Linked DNA regions of Oryctolagus cuniculus: region 1 is linked to region 2. Evidence: chromatin contacts called from public Micro-C data. All regions are on one chromosome and are shown on one strand. Each heading gives the region's core, a stretch centred on a gene start, on an enhancer-like site or on the middle of the called end of the contact. The rest is flanking DNA. Distances are from core to core; before and after follow the strand shown.

The links. Hi-C and Micro-C count contacts between places; a contact is called where the count stands out from the background.
Region 1: a Micro-C map of ear pinna shows a contact between it and region 2, with 2.4 times the contacts expected there. The contact joins the enhancer-like site here to the promoter of NCOA1 in region 2. A contact is called at or near these places in 4 of 6 Hi-C or Micro-C datasets (ear pinna, liver, psoas muscle and 1 more).

What each region holds. Positions count from the first base shown.
Region 1 is chr2:178,178,875-178,181,839 of mOryCun1.1, reverse strand. All of the region lies in intron 4 of LOC103347831 (translation initiation factor IF-2), which reads left to right. Among named protein-coding and RNA genes, the nearest start is that of ITSN2, 54 kb to the left of the region's middle. Within about 2 kb of position 1,384, at least 3 of the 8 cell types and tissues checked have an H3K27ac peak or open chromatin away from gene starts, as enhancers often do. A contact at or near this core is called in ear pinna, where this site is marked.
Region 2 is chr2:178,078,160-178,081,142 of mOryCun1.1, reverse strand. It overlaps NCOA1 (nuclear receptor coactivator 1), which reads left to right and starts at 1,291. Exons shown (of 23, transcript XM_051843198.2): 1 at 1,291-1,697.

The DNA.
Region 1 (2,965 bases), core at 135-2,634, 100 kb before region 2:
AGAGGAGTGCCCGGCTACCCTGCTTCCCACCAGCTTCGTGCTGAGATGCACCCTGGGAAGTAACAGATGAGGGCTCCTTCACTTGCGTCCCTGCCAGCCACGTTTGGAAGCCTGGATTGAGTCCTAGGCTCCTGGCTTTGGCCTGGCTCAGTCCTGGCTATTGTGGGTATTTGGGGGAGTAAACCAGCAACTGGAAGATCTCTCTCCATCTGTCTCTGTGCCTGCTTTTCAAACAGAATGGAAAAAAGGGGCAGCCCAGGGGGCCCTTCCATGGCTGGGAGTGAAAGTCCCTCTGCCTCCTGGGGCTGGGACTTCCCTCCTCAGAGCTCACTGCTGGTCACGGGGGAAGCAGGTGTCAGCTGTGAGACTATGCTGTCCTTTCTCTTTGTGAAGATTGATTTATTTATTTGAAAAGCAGAGGCGGGGGTGGGGGGAGAGAGGGAGAGAGGGAGATCGTCCATCTGCTGGTTCATTCCGAGAGAGAGAGAGAGAGAGAGAGAGAGATCATCCATCTGCTGGTTCATTCCCCCAAAGCCCACAACAGCCAAGGCTGGGCCAAGCCAAAGCCAGGAAGTCCATCCAGGTCTCCCACATGGGTGGCAGCGACCCAAGTCCTTGGACCAGCTTCCACTGCTTCCCCAGGGAATTGGACTAGAAGCATAGCGGCCAGGACTCCATATGGGATGCCGGCCCCAGGATGTTACCTTGTTAATGCACTCATTTAATGACATCCCAGAGGAAATGATGAGAAGAGTCTGCCTGGATTCCTTTTAACCTCAGAGATAAAAGTTCAAATGAAGAGGACAGTTTCAGGAACACTGCTCCTGAAAAAATTGATTTTTCAAAGTCCTTTGTTTGCGGTTTAGCTCTGCGGTATTTAGCATGGCCGCCACACATCAGACACTCGAGGAGGAGCTACATCATTTAGGAGTGACTTTGTTGAGAGCAACAGAATTTCCTAAACACCGCTCCCCCACGTGACCCATAAGCCGCTTAGCGCGATGTCCGGAACCACGCGTGTGATGTGGCCGCTGATATCTGGTCTGCAATTCCCCGTTCCCCCGGCCTTCCCTTTCTGGCCACAAGATGGCGCAGCTGCTCTAACAGCCTCAGAGGGCCTGGGCAGGAAGGAAGACACAAGGGCTTTCTCTTTCTCTTCTAGTACAGTCTCCCTAAGCAGAAAGAAAAAAGAGGCTTCCAGCAGACTTCTTGGGCCCGAACGTGACCAAATGCCCATCGTTAGACGAACAGAAGAGGAATGAAAGTGCCACGGTTTACCAAGACCCCGGAGCTGGGCACATCACTGTCAGATCAAAATAGGACTTTTATTTTATTCACGGTTTAATCTGTTCAAGCACGAAAGAAGTAGGAAGTAGGCTGCAGCAGGCTGCCCGTAGAGCTGCCAGAGCTGCTCAGGAGGAATCATGCGCGCTGAATCCCAGGGGCAGAGGACAGGGCCTCTTCGGAAACTGGCTTCTTCCTTTGATAATTACTAATTCTCTGCGGTGACTTAGGAAGATTCTTGGACTAAGTTTCTTGCCATGAAAGGCTTGAAGCGTGCAGAAACTGACAGCAAAACTTTGTTTAAAAGTGGCTCTACTTCTCCCCCAAACTTCTTACTCCAGCTCCTAGTTTCCCACTGTCTGAGCTGTACGAATCACCTCCAATTTACATATTCTAGAAGAGCCTTACATGGGAAAGAATAAATCACTTTCAGATCAGGCGTTCCGTCTAGAACTGGCGGTGGCTGATTCCCAGTACTGTCTTTTATTTCTGACATGCTTTTAGATGAGGGTAATCATATTTGCAGTAATTCTCAGGATAAAATTGTCTTCTCAAAGTTAATTTCATGAAGTTCTTTTTTTTTTCTTTTTAGTTTTAAAGAATAAAGCAATTATTCTTTCTTTTTGAAATTGCATGTCAAATCCAGAAACATTAATTATTCTTTCTTTTTGAAATTACATATCAGACTCAGAAACATTGACTTCTGTAATTTAAAATTTTAACTTCAAGTGATGGATATGCACATTTCCCATATTATACCCTCTTTTCTTTCAATGTGATGCTGTTGTCCTTGGCAGCCCCTGGTTCCTGTTGAATTTTCATTGCACACCAATTATCTCCGGCTACACTTTCACCAGCAGCTGTTTCCTTCACTGCCCACCATGAAGCCACTCTCCTGGGGCAATCCCTGCCTCTCCAGTGTGGCTGCTGTTGCCCGGGCCTCACCCCGGGCTTAGGCACAGGGCCTGTGAACCAAATCAATCCGAATATTGCATTCCCGAGGCCAAATTGACTGAGAAGGCTCCTTCAGAGCCCATGAGAAGTAAGGACACTTTTGCTGAGACATCTGGAAGAGAGAGTCTCTCTCTGTCCTGCTGGATTCTTACCTGAAGGGATGTGAAGCTGAGTTGTTGCAACCTTTTGACATCTTGAGCTGGAACCAGTTTGAGGATGGAAGCAGGACACACACACACATGTAATCACACATAGACACACATACACACACACTCACACACACTCACATACACATGCACTCACACACACACTCACACACTCACACACTGGTGATGCATTTTCGCCTTCATGCTAAGATAGCATAAACTCTATTCCTGGACTTTTCAGTTATGTAACTGAGTTCCCAATTTTGTTTAAGTCAGATTCTCTCTTGCTTGACACCAAAAGAGTACTAACTTATGATACAGAGTTTAGAATCTTTTATGGCCGAGAAAATTCTCAGATACTAAATGAATCAGAAAAGTTAATGTGGTAAATACTTAGGGAATAAGTGCACTTATAACTAATTATGTCCAATGTTTTTACTGCCCTCTCTTCAAATAATATTATAGACTTGTCATATAATACAACATAAAAGATTTAGTTTAAATCAGCATTCTTGGTTACATACCTAATACACTAATTATTATAATGGCAGTGTGCTCTGGGAATGTTTCTTTTCTTAGAA
Region 2 (2,983 bases), core at 42-2,541:
TAAATTGGCGAATGCAGGAGTAGGTACCCTTGGGTATTTCCAGCTATTACTGGAAATGGGGACCCTGGGGGTGGCTGGAGGTGAAGTTAAAGCAAGCGAGGACACGAGCTATGAGCTGCACCCAGGGCTCCGGACTAGGTCTCTGACAAGGATCAATTGAATGAATGTATAAGTGAATGCATGCATGGATGAATGCGGGGGTGGGGGCTACAGGCTGTCTTATGAGCAGATCAGGACAGGAAGAGGGTGAGGAGGGAGCATCTGGCAGTGACCGGCGGCACGATGGAGGGGGACCTGCCGCCCCTGTCTCAGACAGGTGCAGGGAGCCTGGTCCTTCCGGGGCAGTCAGATTCCGGCCGGAAGGGTGTGAAGAGCTCCAGGAGTTTCGGAGGAAGGGAAGGCACGGCAGGGCGGGATGGAGCAAGGTGAGCACCCTAAGAGACAGGATAGCTGAGCGCTTCGCAGGGAGGCAGGTGTCACCCGGGCAGCCCGTGGAACGAGGGGTGCTTTCCGGAGTGGCCGCTGGGCTGCTGCTCAGCTTCTCCAGCGACAAGGAACGCCCTGCTCTGGGAAGTAGCACTTCTGCTACCGAATAAGAAAAGGAGGCAGAAAAGAACACAGGTGCGGGCCCCCTGGAGGGGAAGGGTCTCCGATGGCAGACATTTTAGGTAAGTGCATTGCTAGACGATTAGGTCTTTTCACCTGTAAAACGGAGGGGGCAGCTTTCGTTGCCCTCGTCTACTAGCCCGTGAAGTCACCTGGGCAGCCACCCCCGCCCCCTCCATTCCAGCAAAATAAAGAACGAGGTCCGCGGGACGTGGCTCTCTCTGGAAGTCACACCGCTCGTTAACGCGGGAGCAGGCCCAGCGCCGGTTCCTCCCCCGCCTCCGGACGCGCCACGGCCTTCCCCGAGGGAGCGCGCTCCGCGGGAGGCTGCGGGCTGGCGGCCCAGCTGCGAGCGCGCCGGGTTCGAGGCCGCTTCCCGGCAGCAGTCCGAGGAACGCCCCGAGGGGAGGGCCGAGTTCGGGCCTCGTTTCCCACACTTCGTTACGAAGCGGGCCGGGGCGGGCCTGCGGCCGGCAGAGGGCGCGGGGCGGCGGCTCGCTCCGCGGCCCTGGCTGACCGAGGCGCGCTGCCCGGTGCGCGCCGTCGGACCCCGGGCACCAGGTCGCCGCTGCCCCACTGGCCCGAGCCGGCAGGGGAAACGCGGGCGGCGAGCGGCGGGGGCGGGGCGGCGGGCGCGGGCGGGGCGGGGCGGGGCGCGGAGGGGGCGGGGCCGCGAGCGGGGGGCGGCGGCGGCGGCGGCGGCGGCGGCCGAGGAGGAGGAGAACATGGCGGCCGCGGAGAGCGGCTGAAATGCCTGTTCTTCAGGCCAGGCGAGCGGGAGGCTGACGCGATTCGCCGAGCCCTGTCCTCCGACGGCTGGACCGCGGCCTCGAGCGCCTCGGCCGCCTGTTCGCTGCTGCTCCCTTGAGCAGAGCCCGCGCGGGGTTCCTTCTGCATCCCCCTGCGGGGGGACCCCTGCCTGCTCCGGAGGAGGGGCCCGGAGAGCCGCGGCGGCGGCGGCGGCGGCAGCGGCCGCCTGGGCCCCGGGGGCCGGGCTCCGGGCCCGAGGAGTGGCGGAGGCCGCGGCGGCGCCGCCACGGTCGCAGTGGAGCGCGGCGCCCGCGAGCGCGGCCCAGAGGCGGCGGCGGCAGGTGAGTGGCGGGCGGCGGTCGCGGAGCCCTCGCGGTGGGTGCAGCTGTCACGAGCGGCGCGGCCGCCGAGGCCCTAGGGGGCGGGGAGCAGCTGGCGCCCCTCCGCCCCCCGCCCTCCTTTCTCTCTGTTCCATCGCCCCCTTGCACTTTGCCGAGTTCCCCTCTTGGCCTGGCGCGGCTGGAGGGGGCGTAGGTCGCAGCTGTCACGGGCACCAGCTGGGGGCTGCTCCCCGCCGAGGGAGCTCGCTGCGGCGGCGGCGGCGCCTTCCCTCCGCCTCGTTTCCAGTTGCCCTAGTTAGCGCCGAGAGGCGAGCATCCGCGGAGGGTGCGCGAGGCTGCGCGGCCCGCCGGCCGGCGTGGGGAGCGGGCGCCCGAGCCGCCGCCGCCGCCGCCGCCGAGAGGGGGAGCCGGAAGTCGGCGCGGGCGCCCCCGGCCCCGACGAGCGCCGTGACCTTGGCCGGCCCGCCACCCTCCGCGACGCCCGCGTGCCGGGACGGCGCGATGGGGCTGCCCGCGGCGTGCCCCTCGGTCAGCGCCGCCCTCGACGGCGCGGCGGTGTGACCCCGGCGCCGCGGCTCGCCCCCCTGGCCCGGAGAGGGGCTGCGGAGGTGGAAGTGGGATGGGGGTAAGGGCGACTTTCCCGTGGCGCCCGGCGTCCGGTCCCTTCGAAGGGTCCTGCGGTGAGGACCAGCCGGGCTGGCCGGACGGGTGGGCGGGGGGTCGCTGTGTCCCGCGAGCCGCTCCCGGGGCTGCCGGAGGGAGAGGTCCGACAGCGGGGTCCCGGGTCCTTTCCCACCCTGCTGCGGTGGCCGTTTGCGACCCCGGCCGTGGGCTCGACGCAGCCTGGCGTGACGGTGTTGGGGGTGGGGGGTGACAGTCCGGCCTGTGTGTGTGTGTGTGTGTGACAAGGACAGGCCGCGCGCTGCCGTGGCCGCAGAGTTTGGCGGGGAGGAAAAGTTTACGCCGGAGGAGCTGTTAGCCTCTGCTGCGCGGCGCTCCTCGCGCGCGGTGGAGGCGTTCAAGAGGCAGGTGTCCTTGCGGGGAAGGTGACATTGTTTTCTGTGGAGACGGCGGGGTTTTGGTGTGGGGTGTGAGGCTGGCGGCTGCAGGGTGCTGGGGTGGCTCGCGGCCCCGGCACCGGGTGTGCACGCCAGGAGGAACGTGTGAGGAGGTGATGATGTGTGAGGGCTGCTGCCCACACTCGGCTGATTAAGAAATCTTCAAGTGTCCGCGACGCGGGACCGCCTCGACACGGGCGCCGGGTGCCCCCCGTGGACGCGCTCGGT